Linked DNA regions of Mus musculus: region 1 is linked to region 2. The links are chromatin contacts, called in public promoter capture Hi-C maps. All regions are on one chromosome and are shown on one strand. The core of a region is the stretch at or near the end of the contact, and the rest is flanking DNA. Distances in the headings are between cores, read along the strand shown.

Region 1 (3,308 bases), core at 13-2,512, 270 kb before region 2:
TTGTTATCAAAATGATTCTCAAACCATGTCTTCCCCATTTCCAAGAAAATGCAGTTATAATACAAACATGAACCTCAAAGTACCAACTGAAGTACTCACCAAAGACATAAAACAAAATAACAAAGTAGAAAAAATAGCAAAGCCATTAAGATCAGCTGGATATGTGCAGACTTCCCAAAACCTTGCAGAGTGCTAGGGAAGAATTCTTTAAATATTTCATTAAGAAGAATCTGGGTTTAACAGCCAGCAAAACAGACAGACACACACACACACACATACACACTCACTAAGTTCAGTAACAAATTGAATTCAAATTCACAAAATAAAACCAAACAAATAACCACTAATGCTCTACCTGGAAAGACGCTTGGAGGAGACGGAGTAGGCACAGCAATGGGTACCCCCACACTACCACTTCCGCTGTTCTCCCGACTGCTGCTCCGACTACTTGGGTGACTTCCTCCACTGCTCCCACTGCTGCTGAAGGAGGAAGAGCCACCGAAGAATGAGTATGCAGAGCACAATACCAGGATTCCCGTGTATTTCTGAAACGGACATAGCTACAAGAAACATAATTCAAAAAGGCTTCCATTTCAAATAGGAATTCCTTAATAAATAAGGAGAAACTCTTGAGTTCAGTAAACTTGTTTTGATACCTATTTATAAAGTCTACCTTATAAAAAAAATTTAAGTAAATTCCCTATAAATGTAAGAGCAAACTGTTGGTGCTTACACATCAAAATAATACTACCTTTTATATCCTGGCCTGATACCCATCTAAAGAAGCTTTTAGTAAATTTTACTAAATTATTTTATTTCAGTTTGTAATGGCATGGTAATATACTAATATTTTATTATGAATAGTTTTTCATCTGTAAATTTCCAGCAAAAAATAACTTGCAATTTCTATTCCTGGTTAGTAATGGTTTTTATATTAACTTAAGTTTATCTCTGGGATGTCTTTTTTCACCTTCCTGGCTGTTCAAAGTTGCATCAGAACATGAGGAGAGAGAGGAAGAATCAGATGAGGTTTGGGAGAGCAGAGTGAGGAAAAGAACTTAGTGCTTGGAAATGAGAGAGATTAGCTGAAGTTATCTGAAGAGATCATGGTACTCTGACCATCGTGGTTTGCGCTGAGGTAGAGAAAATACCTGTAAGTTCGATTTCTTTGATTCACAGAAGCTGTCCTCACAGGGCTCTGCTGCGAGGGAGCCATATTACGGGTTGGGCTAGGTACGTAATCATTTGGTACCACTGGAGGACGCACTGGCTCCAGTGTTCGATAGGGGGAGTGCCGCCTACAAAAAGAAGAGCGTATGTATGGTGTGATTAATCAAGTCTCGGCACGCTAACTTCAGAGTTGCCAGTGACATACAATTTGTAAGCAGAAAGAGGAAATGTGGTTTAACCCAGCTATCAATTTGTCTTTCCTTCAGCATAACTCTTCTACCAGCAGAGAGAGTTCTGGTGAGTATGTAGTGTAAATTTCAGTCTCCAGCCTCATTCCTATGCTAATGGAATTTTGTTCATTTATTTGCAGAAAACACCAAGTTTTCCATTGTTTAGGCCAATGTTTTCTAGACTCTATTCTTTTCTTAGAAGAATTTGAATTACTTTAGGATCATGTTAAAATCTCCCAAATGCACTGGATGAATGCACTAATTATCTTCTTCTCCTCTCTCTCTCCCTAACCATAGATATTTAAAAATACAGATAACAAATCTAGATTTTGGGGGTCACAAATTCCACATGAAGATCAATACCAGCTGTAACTCATTCCCCTTTTTATACACTAAAGACACAGAAATTAAAGATTTATTGGTACTTAAAAATGCACTATTTAATTTCATTTTTTCTTTTTTACCTTTCTCCCTCAACTTCATCTTAATCTCTTTCTTCCTCAGTGTTCAGCATTGAAGAGAAACTTTAAAAGACTACCTAAGTCCTTCTATCTTAGTTAAACTATAAAACCCAAACTAGATTTTATTAAAAAATTGTTTTCCTTTTCCCAAATACTCCTTTCAAAGGAAGCAGATGGAAAAAAAAAAATCTGAAAGGAAAATAACAGGAGTAAGATGCTTCCTGGAGCGCTGGTTAGCATTCATTCAGTTCTTGTTAAGTGACCAAATCCTTTAAGACAATGGATATCTTGCAGATGAGATTACAACTTTAAAAGAATTTGGCATATCAAGGCATAAAATGTAAAAAAGCTTTCTTCCTTGCAGGAGGATGCTGCTCAACTGGCCCTTGTATTTCTCAGTGATTCAACTCCCCTTAAGGTTCCCAGAGTTTCTTTCCTTGGCCATTCAAGCTCACTCACAATAGCTCACTGATTTTGAACAAGATTTTTTTTTTTAATCTGAGACAGGGTTTCTCTGTGTAGCCCTGGCTGTCCTGGAACTCACTCTGTAGACCAGGCTGGCCTTCAACTCAGAGTTCCACCTCTTCCTGAGTGCTAGAACTAAAGGTGTGCACTACCACCACCCAGCACATAAGATCGTTTTTTTCAAAGGCACTGTTCATCCTACTTCTCTCAAGCACTGTTCAATAAACAAAATAACAATTCAAAATAAATACTATTGTGTCAAAAGGAAAGGGAAAGACCAGGACTTTGAACTTAAAATAGTTTTTTAAGTATTCAAGCAACAGCTGTGTGGTGGTGGCATAGCCTTGAATCCCAGCACTCAGGAGGCAGAGGCAGACAGCTCTCTCTGAGTTTGAGGCCAGACTGGTCTACAAAGAGAGCTCCAGGACAGCCAGGACTGTTACACAGAGAAATCCTGTCTTAAAAAACCAAAAACAACCATCTCTGAAATTAGAATGCACATATATAAACAAACTACAAATAATTTCATTTAAGTAAGTTATAATTTCTATATATGACATATAATACATATAATATGTTGGTATATGATATCTATATCAGGAAATAAATTTCTAAACTCTACTTTTTGACTATGTTTTCTGCACACAAAAATATTCCATTCTAACTTCACTACATGAGAACTATACAAAAAATAAAATAATAATGATACGAACAGGGTTAAGGGAGAAAACAATAACAACAACAACAACAACACAGGAGGAAGAGAATATAGTAACTAGAGAAAGACTAAAACAGCCCAGGACCATCAAATGGGCAATGGAGTTTAGCACTTCTGCTAATACCCAAAAAAATGCATTACTGGCACATGAATACATACATTCCAACAGAAACTTTAATTTTACCAGACACTGGATAACAGCCTTAACTTAAACCCTAACCAATTCCACTAGGTGGTCCACCCGAGGGAAACAAAGCCAAGGCC
Region 2 (3,191 bases), core at 598-3,097:
GAAAAAAATAGCAGAAAAATAAAATATTTGGGGCAGATAAGATGGCTCAATGGGTAAAGCACCTGCCACACAATCCTGATGACCTAAATTCAATCCTAGGAACCTATATAAATGTGGAGAGGGACAACCAAATCCACACAATTGTCCCCTGACCTCTAAAAAAGTACCAAGGCACCCATGTGGCCCCCCCACATATCCTACAAACAATAAGAGTTTTATTTTTCTTTTATAGGTACAATCTACCTATATAATTTTGAGATCACTGAAGATATATCAAAGAAATATTTGTAAGTTTTTAATAGCAGGCCAATATTGTCAATGTACTCAAAACTGAAAAATAAATATGGGAAATTCAAGATCTCTTACATGTTTTTTAAAATTTATTTATTTCTCTTGCATGTTTTTTAAATTCAGGATGGGGGAGTTGTTTGGGGTTCTGTTTTGAGAATTGCAGCCCTGGCTGTCCTGGAAATGTCTTACGTCCACTAGGATAGACTCAAACTCACATAACACCACCTGGCCCGGCATTGTTCTAGGACTCTGTTCTGGGACTAAAGGTATGCACCACCACACCTGCCAGTTCAGGATTATCAATATGCACAAACACACTACACAATAAGGTCATAATGCTGGATACAAAATTTTATAATCAAGTAATTTTAAGTACAGAAATAAAAGGAAAGCAAATTACCTTTGTACAATAAAGCATCCAAAGTTCAAAGAGCCTCTCTCTGGCTGCCATTCTGGCTTTCCACTCTGGTACTTTAATATTTCCTCAAAAAGACGGTTCAAGACCATATCATATTACTTTATTTTCCAAGTTTATCAGCCGTTACAGTAAAGCTCAAAGCAGTGGAATAAACAAAAAAAAAACAAAAAAAAAAATTCGTAGAACAAATAAGACTGTCTCAGGTCAATAAGGGTCAATTTCAGCAACTACTCCAACACTTCTTCATCAGGGGTAGCTGGTCTCGTAAATAGGTCTGTGAAATACAAAAATATCCTAAGTTTTTTTAAGCCACATTTGAAAAAAAAAAATCCAGATATCCGTCTGCCTTGATCACCCCATTCAAAGGGATAAATTTTTAATGTGATTAGATATTCCAGAAACTCCTGTTTGGCACACCACGACTAATGATCAACATAAAATACTAAAACCTTCCAGGCAGATTCACAACCAAAACTGCGGTAGATGGGAAGGAAGACGGCTCCCTACTCACGCCTTCCTTTAACCAGGAGCACAGATCAAACACAACAAATATCCGAGATTTCTCGCCAGCTTCTTAAAAGTTGCTGGGAATGTTTGCTGCGTTGCAGGGCAGGGCGTGGGGGGAGGGCCCGAGGAATTCCTGGTTTGTTTGTTTTAACCATCCACACAGCGAAAGTCATCCTGCCTACCTGGCTTCCACCTCTCCACCCAAGAAGAAAGGGGCTCACACACCGTGGCAAGGACCACCTCCCGTGGGACGACCCCAGACCCCGCCTCGCAGCAGTCCGGGGACCTTTCCATTTCCTCCCTGCGTCCCCGTTACGAACAAGAGAGACAAACGTCAGGCGTGCCAATCAACTTCAGAAGCGCGGCCCGGAGCGCTCTGGGACCCAGACCCGGGACCCACGCCAACCGGCCGCAGCCAGACCCGCCCGGGCCGGCCGCGCCCCCTCGCCCGCCGCCGCCGCCCCTCAGGCTGCAGCCCTGCGCCGCATTCCCCCGGGCCTTCCCGCCCCGCGGCAGCCTCCGCCCGACCTCGGCGTCCCCTCACCACGCTCACAGGCCCGCCGGCGCCACCCCGCCGCGGGCTAACTTGCTGCCCTCCGCCCTGCCCGCGGCGAAGCCCCGTGTCACCCCGAAGCCGGGCGGGAGGCGGAGGCGGAGGCGGGGTAGCGCCGACGCGGGGTGGGAGGAGCCAGGGGCGGAGCAGCCCCTGGGCTAATCATTCCGGCCTCTGGGGATTTACCCGGCCCTCCGGCAGCCGCTCCTCGAGGGCCGCTCAGCCCCGAAGCCCCTCCCCCGGCATGCCTGCGCAGCCGCAGTGCCCTCGCTCAGGCTCTGAAAGCGGTCGGAGCCAGCCTGGGCATTCCGGTCAGTAGTCACCCAGCTGGACGTGAGGGCCGACGTGCTGACGTCGCTCCCCGCCCCTGCTAGGTGGGGCGGACGGAACTTTCCTCGCCTGGCGGCGCCTCTGCGAATCAGCTGAGGACCGGCGACCCTAGGGCGTCTCGAAGGGATCTCGATTTGATTTCTTTGTAGAAATGGGATTGGTCCTGGGACAGAGCTCAAAAGCGAAAAAAGAAGAAAAGAAATCTTTACCTGTTCTGGCGTCGTTGCCTTTGTACTGTCACTGCCATTCTGTGTCTGTTCCAAGGAGACTGCTGTACGGAATGAGTTCCGTCTTTCAGAAAAAGAAGCAAAAGGCAGTCTTATTAGCTGCACACACTTTCTTAAGGTTGTTGTTGTTGCTATTGTTTTAAGAGAGGAGAAAAGCGTAAGATTAACCTTTTAAATCTAAACATTTAAGAAACTATTGTGAAATTTTACAAACATATAAAAAAATCAGTTTTAGAGCAGCTTAGCATCTGAGATGCCCTGTGTTTGATTCCTAACAAGCACACACAAGGAAACAAAGTAATAAAATGAACTTCTATATGTAATCACTAAGCTTCAGAAATAATCGAAGCCACCCTGAAGAAACAGGTCTGTGATCTAGCACTTAGGAGATGGAGGGAGAGAGATCAGGAGTTCAGCGCTGACATGGGCTACCTAGCAAGTCTGGGACCAACCTGTGCCGCATGAGACCTTGCCACAAAAGAAAAGAAGAAGAAAGGAAAGGGAGGGAGATGACTTGCTGTGCAAGCCAGACCTCCTGAAATGCAAGATGGAGACTGGAGGGCCAGCGAGCCCTGGCCACAAACAAGAGACCCTAGCTCACTAAATGGAAAGCAAGAACCTACTCATGAAAATTATCCTCTGGCATATACACATGCACAATAGATAAATAAATGTAAAGCTACTAATGCCATCATGGGGGTTCACTATGTGACCTTTATTTTTAAAATATACTAATGCCCCCACATGCCCTGTGTGCGTCCTTGTGCCACATATGTTTGTATACCCTCTGAGGCCAGAAGATATCTTATCCCTGGGAGCTGGAGGTCTGGGTGGGGGTGGGGGCTCCTGACATGGGTGCTGGGAA

The links. Promoter capture Hi-C pulls out the DNA fragments that hold promoters and counts their contacts.
Region 1: a contact with region 2 is called in a promoter capture Hi-C map of the HPC-7 cell line. The contact joins the enhancer-like site here to the promoter of Nbeal1 in region 2. A contact is called at or near these places in 8 of 39 promoter capture datasets (the C10 cell line, the HPC-7 cell line, HPC-7-derived erythroid cells and 5 more), 1 of 484 Hi-C or Micro-C datasets (the HPC-7 cell line), 1 of 115 datasets of contacts at active chromatin or transcription factors (embryonic stem cells) and 2 of 9 other capture datasets (adipose tissue and liver).

Annotation. Positions count from the first base shown.
Region 1 is chr1:60,445,250-60,448,557 of GRCm38.p6, reverse strand. Abi2 (abl-interactor 2) reads right to left here. Exons shown (of 12, transcript NM_001198570.1): 6 at 1,152-1,298; 7 at 356-480. Among named protein-coding and RNA genes, the nearest start is that of Abi2, 37 kb to the right of the region's middle. Within about 2 kb of position 1,262, at least 3 of the 459 cell types and tissues checked have an H3K27ac peak or open chromatin away from gene starts, as enhancers often do. A contact at or near this core is called in the HPC-7 cell line, where this site is marked.
Region 2 is chr1:60,179,255-60,182,445 of GRCm38.p6, reverse strand. Nbeal1 (neurobeachin like 1) reads right to left here and starts at 1,847. Exons shown (of 55, transcript NM_173444.2): 1 at 1,761-1,847; 2 at 692-983. The coding sequence starts at 742.